Regions from separate parts of the Mus musculus genome. Here all the other regions are linked to region 3. Evidence: chromatin contacts called from public Hi-C and promoter capture Hi-C data. All regions are on one chromosome and are shown on one strand. Each heading gives the region's core, a stretch centred on a gene start, on an enhancer-like site or on the middle of the called end of the contact. The rest is flanking DNA. Distances are from core to core; before and after follow the strand shown. Region 1 holds the start of Abcb6 (ATP-binding cassette, sub-family B (MDR/TAP), member 6). Region 2 holds the start of Arpc2 (actin related protein 2/3 complex, subunit 2). Region 3 holds the start of Cyp27a1 (cytochrome P450, family 27, subfamily a, polypeptide 1). Region 4 holds the start of Tmbim1 (transmembrane BAX inhibitor motif containing 1).

Region 1 (3,366 bases), core at 829-3,328, 470 kb before region 3:
AGGGATGGCTCAGTGCCTAAGAACACTGGGGGCTCTTCCAGAGGACCCAGGTTCGTTTTCCAGCACCCACACAGTGGCTCACCACCGTCTGTAACCCCAGCCCCAGGGGGTCAGATGCCATCTTCTGGTCTTCAAAAGTACTGCACACACACATGATTCAGACTTTTTTTTTTTTTTTTTTTTTTTTTTGGTTTATCTAGACAGTGTTTCTCTGTGTAGCCCTGGCTGTCCTGGAACTCACTTTGTAGACCAGGCTGGCCTTGAACTCAGAAATCCACCTGCTTCTGCCTACTGAGGGCTGGGATTAAAGGCGTGAGCCACCACAGCCGGCTGATTCAGACTTCGATGCAGACAAAACACTCATGCACAAATACATTTTTGAAAAGCAAAAAACCCACTTTCTTCTTTTTACTGCTCTGAAGTTCAAGACTTAACTTCCCTAGCTTCCAGCGTTTTCTTTCCTTTATTTCTAGATTCCTCTGGGGCAAGACGATAGCTGAAGACTATCTGTACTACCGGTCTTTCCTTTCCTCCACAGGTATAGGCAAGGCGGTAGCTGGTTCCCATGCTCCAGGATGGAGGTGGCAGCTGCCCTGCCATCCCTTCTGTCTGCCATGAGAGGGACTCTCTGAGTGTCGCCTGGCCCCACGTGTGGTGTTTTGTGTGTTCCTGCCTGGCCAAGGGAGGTGCCAATGCTGGGCTTACCATAGTCCAGGAAGAATATGAGGACTAGGGGCACACAAGAGTCTAGCTTCGTCTCCAGGACTCCCTTGGCTCAGAGTGTGGTGCTAGAAACTGGTCCCCAGCCCAGTCCCAGTACTGCCATCTTTGCATCCACCCCTGCAAGTCTCCAGAGGGCTTCCTGCCACAGAAGTGCTGCCAAGCAGAAGAACCTGTGCCAACTGTGGAGTGGGGAGGCAGGGCCTGAACCCTCAATCCCTGCAGCCTAGCCTCCCCACCCTCCAGAACCTGGAATAGCTGAGCAGCTCAGGCTGTGGCCCTTACCTCCAGTCCTCACCTCAACCTGCGCTGCAGCCTCCCTCCCCCCTGCACATCACTGGCATGTGTGCTGCTTGACCACCCCCCCTTCTGTTCACCTGCCCCCCTTCTGTTTGGCTTTGGCTTTTTGTTGGGGTGAGAGCCCTAGCTCCCAGCTCCCCTCACTATCTTTTGACACTAAGATGGAAGGTTACTAAGTTGCAGGAACAGGATGAAAATTCTTTATTACCCTCTTCAACTTTTAGGACGAGCACTTGGGAGTGTGAGGCCTTCCTGGCTGCTTCTATGTAGTCCTACCACCTGCACAGAGGGGCTGGCAGGGCAGAAGTGTGACCTCAGTTATATATACATCCCAGCTCTGCCCAGTATCCCTCACTTACCAAGAGGAGAATGGAGGGATAATGGACTCACCCTAGCCTAGGGCTTCGACATTGCATGCTGGGATCCAGCTCCTACCCTTCCTGCACTCCCTTCCCCAGTTCTGCTCAGCTCAGCTGTGGGAGGTAAACTTAAGCTGAAGGTGGCGGACTCTACTGTCGCAGGCCACAGCAGACAGGGTGGGAGCCCTGTACAGCTTGATAACCCTTAATAAAGAAGGGACTTTGATCTGGTTGTGGCATCTTTTTTTTTCCCCCACGCAGCAGTTTGGGGGGGGGGGGGGGGGTCTTAGGACTGTAAAAGAGTCCTGGCCGGGAGGCTTGGGAAACAAGTACGCCTGCAGGACCACGGGAACAGAACTAGGACTCAGAGAAGAGCTGTTTCTAGTGTGCTTCAGTAGCTTGATAATGTGTGAAGCCCTGAGTTCGTTCTTTAGCACTATAATAGAGGGAACTGAAGCAGGTTAGAGACCAGGGAGGCCTCGGTGTAATGCCTTTATAAAGGGCGGGGGTGGAGGGTGGGGAGTGCAAATTCGGACGCACTACTCTGTGGAGGTCAAAGTCTCCAGTCAGATTCAGGTTAGAGTTCCCGCCTTGGACATGTGACCCAGTCGGTTCTCAGCCCTATTTGTGTTCCTTACCCTTGGCCAATGGGAACCCTGGATAGATCTGGTGGGCGGGGCCGCTGCCGTAAAGGACCCAACATTTTTGTGCGGCGGCTCCGAGCCTTAGGGTCCCAGCTGCTAGCGAGTGGGAACCGGCAAGCACGGCGTACGTGGCTTGCGTGAGTATGCGTGGTAGCGGCGCGTGCGTGAAGAGAGTGGGCAGTGTAGCAGGTCCACGTGCGTCCCTTCCCGCGACCCAAGCGGCGTAGCTCCATGTCCCAGGACACCCTGGCATCTGCGGCCCTCTCTGAAGGGTCAGCCCGACTCTTTGTGCAGTGACCTCAAGTTCAGCCAGCAGCCACACATCGCCATGGTGACTGTGGGCAACTACTGCGAGACCGAAGGGCCGGCGGGGCCCGCTTGGACTCAGAATGGCTTGAGTCCCTGCTTCTTCTTCACGCTAGTGCCCTCGACACTCCTGACTCTGGGGGTACTGGCCTTGGTGCTGGTTCTTCCCCGCAGGCGTCGGGAGGTGCCTGCTGGCCCAGAAGAGCTGTCTTGGGCGGCTGGCCCTCGGGTGGCCCCATATGTGCTGCAGCTGTTTCTGGCCACACTTCAGATGGCACTGCCCCTGGCTGGTCTGGCTGGCCGAGTGGGCACTGCTCGGGGGGTCCGTCTGCCAGGCTACCTACTGCTGGCTTCTGTGCTGGAGAGTCTGGCCAGCGTCTGTGGCTTGTGGCTGCTCGTGGTGGAACGGAGCCAGGCACGGCAGAGTCTGGCAATGGGCGTCTGGATGAAGTTCAGGCATAGCTTGGGTCTCCTGCTCCTCTGGACTGTGACATTTGCAGCCGAGAACTTGGCCCTAGTATCTTGGAACAGCCCGCAGTGGTGGTGGGCCAGAGCAGATCTGGGCCAGCAGGTAAGGAGCCTTATGGGAAGGAGATACACTGATATTTGACAAGTACTGTGTCAGGACCAACTGGCTCCATGCTTTAGAAAAAAGAATGGAGTGTCTGGCGGTGGCTGGAAGCTGATAGCCAGCTGGTGGGGTTACCCAGCATTGGATGGGGTGTGTCTGTGCTGAGTCATTGTGGGTTTTTTTTTTTTAATTAAAAAAAAAAAAACCTGTTGCTAGGCTCCTGGTAAGCATCTGAGTGTTGTAAGAAGTAATACAATAGGTTTGGGTAGTGGTTCACACCTGTTCTGTCATTGTTTTATTTTTCTGGTTTTTCTTTCTTTTTTTCAAGGTTTATTTATTTTATGTATATGACTACACAGTAGCTGTTTTCAGACACAACAGAAGAGGTCATCAGATGGCATTACAAATGGTTGTGGGAATTGAACTTAGGACCTCTGGAAGAGCAGTCAGTGCTCTTGACCGCTGA
Region 2 (3,452 bases), core at 353-2,852, 480 kb after region 3:
AATCTGTAACCTTACAAAAGAGACGGAGCAGACAATGTATTCCGAGTAAGTAGTGGGTTCATGCTTTCGATGTCTGTGAACCACAAGTTCATTACAAATGCTTAGAATTAAAGGGGGAGAATGAATGAATTCCCCCTCTCCCAGTCCTCTTCCCTCTGTGGATCGGCAAGCACTTTCCTATTTCTAGTTCCTAGTTCACAGAAAACAGCCTGCACTTATTTCCTAACTGTGAAACCAAAATGTGAAGCCCCACCTTTACCAATGAGGAAATGAGGCAAAGGAATGGCCACAGGCCACCATAAATTAGAACCTAAAACCCAATTCCTCTGCTCAGGTTTTAAATATATTAGAGAGGCAACGCGGCTTTAAGGGAGGAGTTTGCTTTTTTGTGTATGACAGAGAGGGCTGGAAATACGTCCCATATATTAAGATGCTGATGTTATAAATGGTTATCTTAAGAACTTTATAGATTCTGGGAGCAGAAGCAGCTATTAACCCAGTCGGCATTACTACAGAAGAAATCAAAGACCGGGGTCTTTGATAAGAATTTAAGACACACAACCAATAAGTAAATAGAGCAAGCTTGTCTCGAGAGCTAAAGAGAGTGTGGATGGAGAACCGTTGGCTTTGCCTAAAGGATATATAACAAAATGGCTAGTTTCACAGTAGGTTAGAGATTTTTTTTACCCCCCTAGCAGCCTGGGTCTGCTTTCAGTCTTGCCTCCTGCTTTTCCTGGGGTCTCGAGAGATGGGGGTGGGGAAGCAGAATGCTGGTGGCGATCTGGGCCTACACGTTCTTCCCACCTCGCCCTGGGAATTCCTGAAAACTCCATTCAATCCAGCTTCCCCAAAAGGGTCTCTCTGGGTTCGGTACAATGACGGAAAAGACAGAGGGAAGTGCACCCCTCTCTTCCCCCCTGAGGACCGTAGGCTCTCGGGCGTGACTTCTGGCCTCGGCTGCCCTCACGTCCTACAGGTCTCCTGTTCTCTGGCACGCCTTGCCCCTGTCCTCTCGCTGCTTCCGCATCCCTATCTCAGCCTCTCCCCACGCATCTCAGGCCCTCGGCTCACCGCGCCCCGTGGCTTCCCACGTCCATCCTGCCAGGGAAACCCTGAAGCCGCGCCAGGTTCCCGATTTGTCCCCCTCTAGGGCTGGGGAGCTGGACGCCACCCGGGATTTAGCTGGGGTCAACTCGGCCTCCTCCCGGCGTGCGCTTACCCGGCGGCCGCGTTCTCGAACTTGAGCGCGAGCGTCTCCTCGATGATGCGGTTGTTCACCTCCAGCAGGATCATGGCGGCGGCTGCCCCGGGCAGGGGAAGGAGAAACAAGGGCGGTGAGGGTGGGCAATCGAGGGTAGGACGGAGGGAGCGGCCCCGCTGCCCCTGACGAGGGGGGCTGGGTGCGGTAGGTGAGGGGAGAAGGGGACGGGGAGCGGGGTGGGGAGAGGCGGACACACGCGCTGGCCCGGCACGCGCTGCCTGTAGCAGGCAGCCACCACCCGACCGACCTGGCCCCCGAAGCTTCAACCCGCCTGCCGAGCCGCCGCCGCCTCCGCCGCCGCCTTACTTGACGATCCCGGTCCCCGCCCAGCCCCCGGCTCCAGCCGGCCACTTCCGCTCTCACACCCACTTCCGCTCGCCGCCCGCACGCGCGGCCCCGCGGCGCCATTTCCGCTTCGACCTCGCGCGTGCACTCGCCCGCAAGCGCGTCCCGGTGAGGAGGCAGGCAGAGGGCATGCGTGCGCATGCGCCACACGCCGCCCCGCTCCTCCTGACCAGGAGAGTCCTACGCTCACCTGTCATTCCCCGTTGTCCGTACAATCCACCTGCCCCTTTCGCGAATATTCCAGAAGCCTGATTCCACCCTTCCGATATTATTTCAGAAGCCCCCTTAAGAAGCTTGTTTGGGGTGGGGGGGATCCCTTGCTTCCAACTTGTGGGTGCTTTTTGCTCATTCCGTGCTTAGGGCTACCCTGCAGCACCGTTGTGCCTATTCTTCGCCAGCGACTGTTTAGTGGCCATCTCTCCTTCCCAGGGATACAGTGATTAATGCAATAGATGAGGACTTGACCTTCTAAAGCTTATGGTCTGCTAAAAGAAACGCAATAAAAGCCCGGCGTGGTGGCGCACGCCTTTAATCCCAGCACTCAGGAGGCAGAGGCAAGCCTGGTCTACAAAGTGAGTTCCAGGACAGCCAGGGCTATACAGAGAAACCCTGTCTCGAAAAACCAAAACCAAAAAAAAAAAAAAAACAAAAACAAAAAACCAACAACAACAAAAACGCAATAAATTCCACGTTGTTATTGGGCAATAAAGGAAAGGAATCCAGATGGGCCTTAGGGATTCCTGTCATACCTTTATTTCTTTGCTTAAGTGCCGCCACCGCCACCTGTCCTTTCAGCTTGGGTACCATGTTTCCACTTTTTTCTCTTCCAGGAACAATTTTAATTAAGCCTCTTCTCCATGCAATAAAAAAAAAAATTTTGTTTGATATTGATCAGAGGACACCTTTTGGTAGTCAGTTCCCTTCTCTCTCCAACACATGGATCCTGAGAATTGAACTCAGGTCATCGGGCTTAACAACAGGCACAACTTGCTGAGCCACGCCCTGGCCCTGTTTGTCCAGATTTTTGAAAGAGGGACTTGCTCTGTAGCTCTGGCTAGCCTTGAACATGTATTGGTGTCTCCAAGTTCTGGGATTCTCAGTTCACACCAATATGCCTTTCTTACTTCATTTCAGTTGTCTCTAAAAAAATCTTTTTTGCTGCTTGTGGTGAGGCATACTTTTAATCCTAGCACTCGGGAGGTGGAGACAGGCAGATTTCTGTGTGTTCCAGGCCAGTCTGTTCTACACAGCAAGTTCCAAGCAAGCCAGAACTGCATGGTGAGACCTTGTCTCTTGTCTCAAAGCAAATGAACAAATATGGAATTCTAAGATTTATTATTATAGGGAGAGTACATGTGCATCGTGGTTGTTGAGTGGAGGCTGGAGGACAGCTTTTGGACATTGGTTATCTTCTTCCACTGTGGAATCCTGGGATGAAAGTCAGGTCATCAGCCTTGCCTAGCAAGTACTTTACCTGCTGAGCCATCTCTCAAACCCCAAAGCACAAATGTGTATGCTAAGCAATAGAGTCCCACTAGCTTTGCTAAAGATGACACCTACGACGTGTCTAATCTTTGCCTGAGTTATTATTTTTTTTTCAAGAAGTTGACAACAGCATCGTCTTTCTCACACTGAGGCCATAGGCCCCTCAGGTTTAGGCAGGTTTCTGACAGCTGACCTGTCACCTACAGAGGGACAAGACTCCACCCTTAGAAGGTATTTGTGCTGCCCTTTTCTGAGCATGCACAATCTGAAGAGAAGTAAAGTTTGCTTTGGAAAGCACAGCCTACCGGTTCTTACTTGCTTTTTCTTGCTTGAGTCACCTTAGCCCAATCCTTAGACTACT
Region 3 (3,627 bases), core at 22-2,521:
TGTTGCGCCACCATGCCAGGCTTCCTGCTTGCTTGCTTGCTTGCTTGCTTGCTTGCTTGCTTGCTTGCTTGCTTGCTTACAATTTGTATTCTTTTTAACTATGCACGTGTGTGTCAGCAGGTATGTGCTCATGAGTGCATGGTCCTGGAAGGGCAGAGACATCAGATTCCCCTGGGTGGTTGTAAACTGACTGACAAGGGTGCTGACTGACTCAGGTCCTCTGGAAAAGAGAGATGTCCTCCTAACCATGGAGCCCTCTCTCCAGTCCCAGGGAATGGTTTGTTTTGCTTTGTTATTTTAAATCATCTCTCAGTACCTCCTGAGTCTGACAGGGATAGCTACACAGACAAACTTTCCTGGCTGCTGGATTTCTCTTTCTCTGTCCCCATCCTCACCCTCCTCTCCGTCTGGCAGGGTGTCGAGGTGCAATTACATCAGAAATTCCTTTGCCTGCTCCCTAATGTGTTTTCTTTCACTCCCTGAGAAGCAATCTTTTTTTGTTTTTTGTTTTTTTCTTCTGTGGACAAATGTGTCCTACAGATTGCAAAGTAGCTTCCAAAGTTAACTCCTTTGGAAGAAGCAGGAGGGGAATGGCATCTCTGAAGTAACAGGGTTCCCCCAACACCGGGCACTGTATACACTAGCATGAGTCATTCTCTCCCAACGCAACCTCTTCCTTTCCCAACTTGTGCCCACCACATTGATGATGATCTCTTGATCGGTGACACCCATCGCCTGTTTTAGCTCAAAGGATTCTCTCTGCACCCTGCATGCCCTTCCAGTTTATGGCTCGAGCCTCAGACAGTGGCGAGCTAAGTTCTATTTACTGTTTATCCCTCTTCTCTCCCATAGCCAGCTTCTTTTTCTGTCCCAGTGCCCAGACCCAGGTGGCGATGCCTCTGTCCGATGGTTACCTGGAGGTCGGGCAAGTGCAGCACATAGCCTTGTAGAAATAGCTGGAATAAAAATTGTAGCGTTCCGGTCCCCGGAAGCTCCGCCGGACTCCGCAGGCGCGGCCGGTCTTGACCTGTTCCTGGACCCTCCGTACTCTCCTGTGCCTGGAGGGCTGCAGGGATCGTGGCCTTGGCTCTGGCCCCTTGTGGGCAGAGGCCACGGCCCACCACACGCGGGTCCAGGAGCGTCCATCTCAGCCTCGTGCGGCTCCACGCAGCCATGGATCGTGCCCGAGAAGCCAAGAGTTTAGATCCAGAGACTATGAGCCCTATCCAGGCAAGGAGGCAGACAGAACTCGGGCTTTGCGACCTGGCGACTTTAAAGGCAGAGGTGGTCCCGGGGCGGGCCAATAGAGGACTAGCCAGATCCTTTCATAACCCCTTCCAATCAGGATCTGTCCTGAACACACAAACGCCGCCTTCTCCAGCTGCAAGACCTCTACTAAGAAGGCAGGCAGAGGTGGACAAGATGAACTAGGGAGCTCTCTGGAGTTAGCAGCCTCCTCATCCACGGACTCTCAAGAACTTCGCTGGCTCTCAGTCGTGAGATGGAGCACAGCAGTCAACTTCCAAGTCCCTCAGGCCCCACCCAGCTAGGCTTGCCTTTGCTTGACCTGCAGAGCGCCATCTCTGGTGTCCCTCACTTTCCAGATGGCCCGGGAACGCGCTGCTGTTCCCCAGAGGCTGAAGCTGATTGTGGACCTGGGACAGCAGTCACGTGAGGCCCAGAGAGGAGGAAAAACAAAACAAATTGCGGTATTAGGGATTTTTTTTTTTTAAGAGTATCATTTCTGCTTTTGAGAACAGATTTGGGGATTTGATTTTGTTTTCTTTTTCCCGTTTTGTTTTGTTTGAAGACGTGTAGGCCAGGCTGGGCTCAATCCTCCACCTTCCTGCCCCAACCTCCAGAGTGCAGGCATTAAGGATTTTGAACCAGTTATGGTTGCGCAAGCCTCTAATTTCAGCATTTGTGAGGCAGAGGCAAGTGAACTCTGTGAGTCCCAGGTCAGCCTGGTCTACATAGCAAGTTCCAGGTCAGCTAGAGGTAGATAATCAAACTCTGTCTCAAAAAACAAAAAACAAAAAACAAAAAACAAAAAAACTAAACTAATAACAACAATTTTTTAAAAAGAGGAAGGGCTGAAGAGATGGCTGCTCTTCCAGAGGGGAAGTTCACAGCCTCCGAAACCCCTCTGTGTGCACCAAGCATGCAAGTGGCACACAGACAATATGCAGGAAACACACCCATACACATACCATAAGTTTTTAAATTTGTATTTTTAAAAAGGACTGCCTACCTACATGGCCTGGCTTCAGACTATTCCAATAAAGCAAAAAGAATAAAATGGGACAGAAAATTTGCCCCAAAGGGGGAAAAATAACCAAGTGTTGTTTCATGAACTGTTTTATGTATATTGGAAGTTTCGTTTTCTTTTGTTGTTGTTGGGTTGTTTGGTTGGTTTGAGACAGGGTTTCTCTGTGTAGCTCCAACTGTCCTGGACCTTGTTCTGTAGACCAGGCTGGAACTCAAGAGACCTGCCTGCTTCTGTCTCTAAGTGCTGGAATTAAAAGTGTGTACCACCGGGCTGGTGAGATGACTCAGTGGGTGAGAGCACCCAACTGCTCTTCCGAAGGTCCCAGCAACCACATGGTGGCTCACAGCCACCCATAATGAGATCTGATGCCCTCTTCTGGTGCGTCTGAAGACAGCTGCAGTGTACTTACATATAATAAGTCAATCAATCAATCAATAAATCTTTTTTAAAAAAAAAAAGTGTGTCCCACCATGCCTGGCTAGAAGTGTAGTTTTCATAAAGTTAAAAACACAGGGCTATAGATGTGGCTCAGAGCACTTGTGGCTGTTGTAGAGGACTTGGGTTTGAGTCCCACCACCTGTATGCTGAATGGACAGGTAGACACAGGTGGTTCACAACCATCCATAACTCCAGGGATCAGCTGTCCTCTTCCAATTTCCATGGCAACCAAACATGCACATAGTTCACATACATACATGCAAGGAAAAAAAATTACGTAAGATTAAAATGAATAAATCTGATTTTATTTTTTAATGAAAATGAAGACTCGTGCAAATGCAAATGCATCACAGGGACTGGGGATATGGTTCGGTGGAAGAGAACGTCCCTAGTATGATGGAGTCCTGTGCTTAATCCCCGGTATCGTCAGCCACACAGTGAGTTCTGAGGCCCACAGACATTACATGAGACCCTGTCCCAGAGGCAATAAGAAACAAGCAGAGGCTCAGTGATGATTTAATCAGGAAATGTAGAAATCAAAAAGATGGGAAAGCAGGTTCTAATATCACGTGGAGTTTTGTTTTGTTTTGTTTTTTTGCCACCCGGAAGGAGGAAGCAGGCATACTGATTTCAAATAACTCGACTGGCAGGTAATGTGGCTAGGTGTGGCGTTCTTATTGATTCTAAAGTTCATTTTTTTAAATGTTTTTTTTTTGTTTTTTGTTTTTTAATTTATTTATGTATTCATCATTGATCTCTTCAGACATACCAGAAGAGGGCATCAGACCCCATTGCAGATGGTTGTGAGCCACCATGTGGTTGTTAGGAATTGACCTCAGGGCTTCTGGAAGTCAGTGCTCTTAACCACTGAGCCATCTCTCCAGACCTAAAGTTCATCTTTTTTTTAAAATAGATATTTT
Region 4 (3,421 bases), core at 507-3,006, 410 kb after region 3:
GAAACCCTTCTATCAACCCAAAGGCTGAGTCTCATCACACAGCCCTGAGGCCTAGAGCTATAGTTGAGATGATCCATTTTGCTATAACTTCCTACTTAGTTTTTCCAAATGTCCATTTGAAAAGTGCCTCAACTAACACTTTCTTTTCTACCGATATAAAAACTTTATCAAACTTAGTATGGTTATGCACACCTTTAATCCCAACACTCAAGAAGCAGAGGTAGGCAGTCTCTCTGAGTTCCAGGGTAGCCTAGTCTCCATACTGAATCCCAAGTCAACTAGAGTTACATGGTGAGACCCTTAAAACAAAACCAAAACCAAATCAAAACACCCCTGTGGTGGTTTGAATGTACTTGGCCCAGGGAGTGGCACTATTTGGAGGTTTGGCCTTGTTAGAGTAGGTGTGGCATTGTTGGAGGAAGTGTGTCACTGTGGGCATGGGCTTTAGGACCTTCATCCTAGCTGCCTGGAAGCCAGTCTTCTAGTGACTTTCAGATGAAGACTTAGAACTCTCAGCTCCTCCTGCACCACGCCTGCCTGGATGCCGCCTTGATGATAATTGCCTGAACCTCTGAACCTGTAAGTCAGCTCCAATTAAATGCTGTCCTTATAAGAGCTGCCTTGGTCATGGTGTTTGTTTACAGCAATAAAACCCTAATTAAGATGACTTTCCAACCTCCTCAAAACTTCACCAAACGATTCCCATGTTGGAACACAGACTTTTGGATAACCTATATTGGTTTTCTCTGACCATGGCCACATATTTGGCTCCTCTTAACCTCTTTGAGGTAAGTTATTTTATTATTAACATTCCCAAAATATCTGGCATTACGGGCACATGCCACTTCCACTGTTTATGCAGTGCTGGAGATGGAACCCAGGACTGCTCGCACCCTAAGCCAGCATACTGCCAACTGCTATAAGATTATTTTTACTTCCCAGTCACACATAGTGAGCTGTTAGTGTAAACACACCATGAGGTTTGCAAAACAGAAATTTCCTAACCTAGCACATCCCTGTCATTAAGTGACACATGACTGATTCCAAGCATAGCTTCGGAGTCTCATGCCTGTGTTTGAAGTTTTACATTTGAAAAGGGCGGTTAGCTTACAAGCACAGAATTCTTAGTCACCACAGACTTTTTTGTGACTTAAATTTTTCTTTTCTTTTTTTTTCTTTCTTTTTTTTGTGACTTAAATTTTTTTTTCACGAAATAAGAAGTTTTAAGAATGAATTGATATAAACATAGCATAGCCATGTGATACAATATTGTGCATCATTGAAACTATTCTTTTGTTGTTTGGTTTTCCTGGCATGGGGATGAAACCCAGCTGGGTCTCTCACATGGAAAGCCAGAGATCTACCACTGACCTACGCCCCTAGACCGAAAGTGCTGAAGATCAGTTAGTGACAAAAAAGAAAAAGAGGGAAAAAAAATCAGTGAAATCTGACTATGTGAAACCAGGGTCAGTAATTGCAACACTTGGGCTGAGGCCGGGTGACAAGTGCTGGAGACCAGCCTGAGGTACATAGCGACATCGCTCTTTTACCCAGAATACAAACAAACAAAAAAACAAACCCAATAACAACTTTTAAGACAACAGGATTAGCTCTAAAGCCCCTAGCGCAAATCGCTGATATGTAGGCACTGATGACGCATAAATAGCACTTCTTACTGGGGTGGAGTCTGGAATTCATGGAAAGAAGTTATTTTTTTCCCAGTGAGTTTGGGTTTTCGCTGCGAACCGGCGTTGCTTCCAGTAAATGTGAACCACTCACACCTGGGTCGTGGTTGAGGTCTGGAGGGGACCCCAGCGCTCCCTGGAGGTCTCGGGGTGCCGGGCGGCTCCTCCCCACTGGCGGCGGAGAGAGACGGGGCGGGGCACGGAGCCCCAGTCCAGCCCGGCCCAGCCCAGTCCTCGCCAGCGCCCGGAGGCCCAGGCGGATCTCACGGTCCGGAACAGCGCAGGCAAGTGAGGGGGCTGCGGCCGTTGGAGGTGGGGACCCGAGACCGGCGGGGAATGGAAGTGGCCTGGGGCGGCGCTGCGCCCAGGCGCCCGAACTTTTCTGGCACGCGCGGGCCGACTCCGGTCGTGCTCCGGAGCCAGGCTAGGGTCCTTTCGTTCTGCCTGTTCCGGTCTTCACTTTCCATGTGCGCCCGGGCAGGACATATGGCCCGGGCTTGTGGCGCAACCGCATTCGGTGCGCACCCGCGAGCTGACCCGCTTCTTGTAGGGTGCTCCTCTCAGTGGCTGAGTGGCTTGTTTGTCTGAGGACGTGTCCCCCACTCCGGGGCCCCAGAGTGGCCGTGCAGCAAGTGAGAATGGAGGCGGTCATGGTCCTCAGCTGGTGGGGAGAGGGAGGGAGGGAGCCAGCCAGAGGCTTGGAACCCACCCGGGGCTGTTCGAGCTTGCCCTGGCGTCACCAGGCTGCGTAAAAACTGGTGATGAGAATCTGTCTAAGGTGGGGGGTGGGAGGAGGGAGCCCTAGCTCAGAGAAGCCAGCGGGCCAACCTAAGGTCTAAAGAAGAAGCCATTCCTACTCCTAACCTGGCCTGCTCCTGTTCCTTTGCTCTGTAATTCAGAAGCCTACCAGAAAGTACAGTCAAGCTGATGAACTGTGGTTGGTTGGTTGGTTGGTTGGTTGGTTGGTTGGTTTATTTATTTATTTATTTATTTATTTATTTATTTATTTGAGACAGTTTCACTCAGTAGCCCAGTCAAGCCTTGAACTTGTTGCCTCAGATCCTTAAGTGCTGGGAGTATTACAGGTGAAAGCTGTCTTGCCTGGCCCTGGTGACCTCTTTAGGTCAGAATAAAAAATAAAAAAAAAAAAAAAAAAAAAAAAGAAACAGGGAAATGGGAAAAGGGAAAGCAGGTTTGGGAGGGCCAGGAGGGAACCAGAAAAGGAGGAAGGAATGGAAGGCTCTCTGCCAAGGCAGAGCCTGGACTGTCTTCACCAGGTCTTGTTCCCCGGGGCATCCTTCCCCAGTCACTCACTCCACTGTGGCCTATGGGTGGTGGTACCCATGGGGCTGAGGGTCAACCTAAACACCGGATAAGTGGGGAGAGCTGTCATGGAAGGTCTGGCAGGTGTCTGGTTCTCTGAGACTCTGAAATATTTATCTCAGTGGTGAGCTTTGGTTTCAAAGCTGGTGTCTTTGGCCTGGCCAGTGGTGGCTGGGCAAGCCAGGTGCTTCTTTGTGCTGCTTTGTCTGCCTTAAACAGGCCACCATACTCCCTCTCCTCTTCACTTGCCTGTTCTTACCTCTCCAGTCATGGGGCCCTGGTCTTGCTTTATAGTTTCAAGGGAGGTGAGACCATTGCTTCAAGGGTCCTGATTTCCTGTCTGACTTCAGGGCTGCTCATGTAAAACTGGGCAGATCAAAGAGGTAATAAAATATTAGTTGGCAAGTAGTTGG

The links. Promoter capture Hi-C pulls out the DNA fragments that hold promoters and counts their contacts. Hi-C and Micro-C count contacts between places; a contact is called where the count stands out from the background.
Region 1: a Hi-C map of bone marrow-derived macrophages shows a contact between it and region 3, with 20 read pairs. The contact joins the promoter of Abcb6 here to the promoter of Cyp27a1 in region 3. A contact is called at or near these places in 4 of 39 promoter capture datasets (the C10 cell line, cranial neural crest, embryonic stem cells and 1 more) and 1 of 484 Hi-C or Micro-C datasets (bone marrow-derived macrophages).
Region 2: a promoter capture Hi-C map of liver shows a contact between it and region 3, with 2.9 times the contacts expected there. The contact joins the promoter of Arpc2 here to the promoter of Cyp27a1 in region 3. A contact is called at or near these places in 2 of 39 promoter capture datasets (both in liver) and 1 of 115 datasets of contacts at active chromatin or transcription factors (pancreatic cancer cells).
Region 4: a promoter capture Hi-C map of liver shows a contact between it and region 3, with 2.0 times the contacts expected there. The contact joins the promoter of Tmbim1 here to the promoter of Cyp27a1 in region 3. A contact is called at or near these places in 2 of 39 promoter capture datasets (cranial neural crest and liver) and 3 of 115 datasets of contacts at active chromatin or transcription factors (bone marrow-derived macrophages, extraembryonic endoderm stem cells and pancreatic cancer cells).

Annotation. Positions count from the first base shown.
Region 1 is chr1:75,179,104-75,182,469 of GRCm38.p6, reverse strand. It overlaps Abcb6 (ATP-binding cassette, sub-family B (MDR/TAP), member 6), which reads left to right and starts at 2,078. Exons shown (of 19, transcript NM_023732.3): 1 at 2,078-2,900. The coding sequence starts at 2,352. Atg9a (autophagy related 9A) reads left to right here. Exons shown (of 16, transcript NM_001288612.1): 16 at 539-1,609. The coding sequence ends at 544.
Region 2 is chr1:74,234,667-74,238,118 of GRCm38.p6, reverse strand. Arpc2 (actin related protein 2/3 complex, subunit 2) reads right to left here and starts at 1,602. Exons shown (of 10, transcript NM_029711.2): 1 at 1,220-1,602. The coding sequence starts at 1,293.
Region 3 is chr1:74,711,179-74,714,805 of GRCm38.p6, reverse strand. Cyp27a1 (cytochrome P450, family 27, subfamily a, polypeptide 1) reads right to left here and starts at 1,271. Exons shown (of 9, transcript NM_024264.5): 1 at 915-1,271. The coding sequence starts at 1,175.
Region 4 is chr1:74,302,671-74,306,091 of GRCm38.p6, reverse strand. It overlaps Tmbim1 (transmembrane BAX inhibitor motif containing 1), which reads left to right and starts at 1,756. Exons shown (of 12, transcript NM_027154.5): 1 at 1,756-1,969. The region is part of intron 2 of Pnkd (paroxysmal nonkinesiogenic dyskinesia); the gene reads right to left.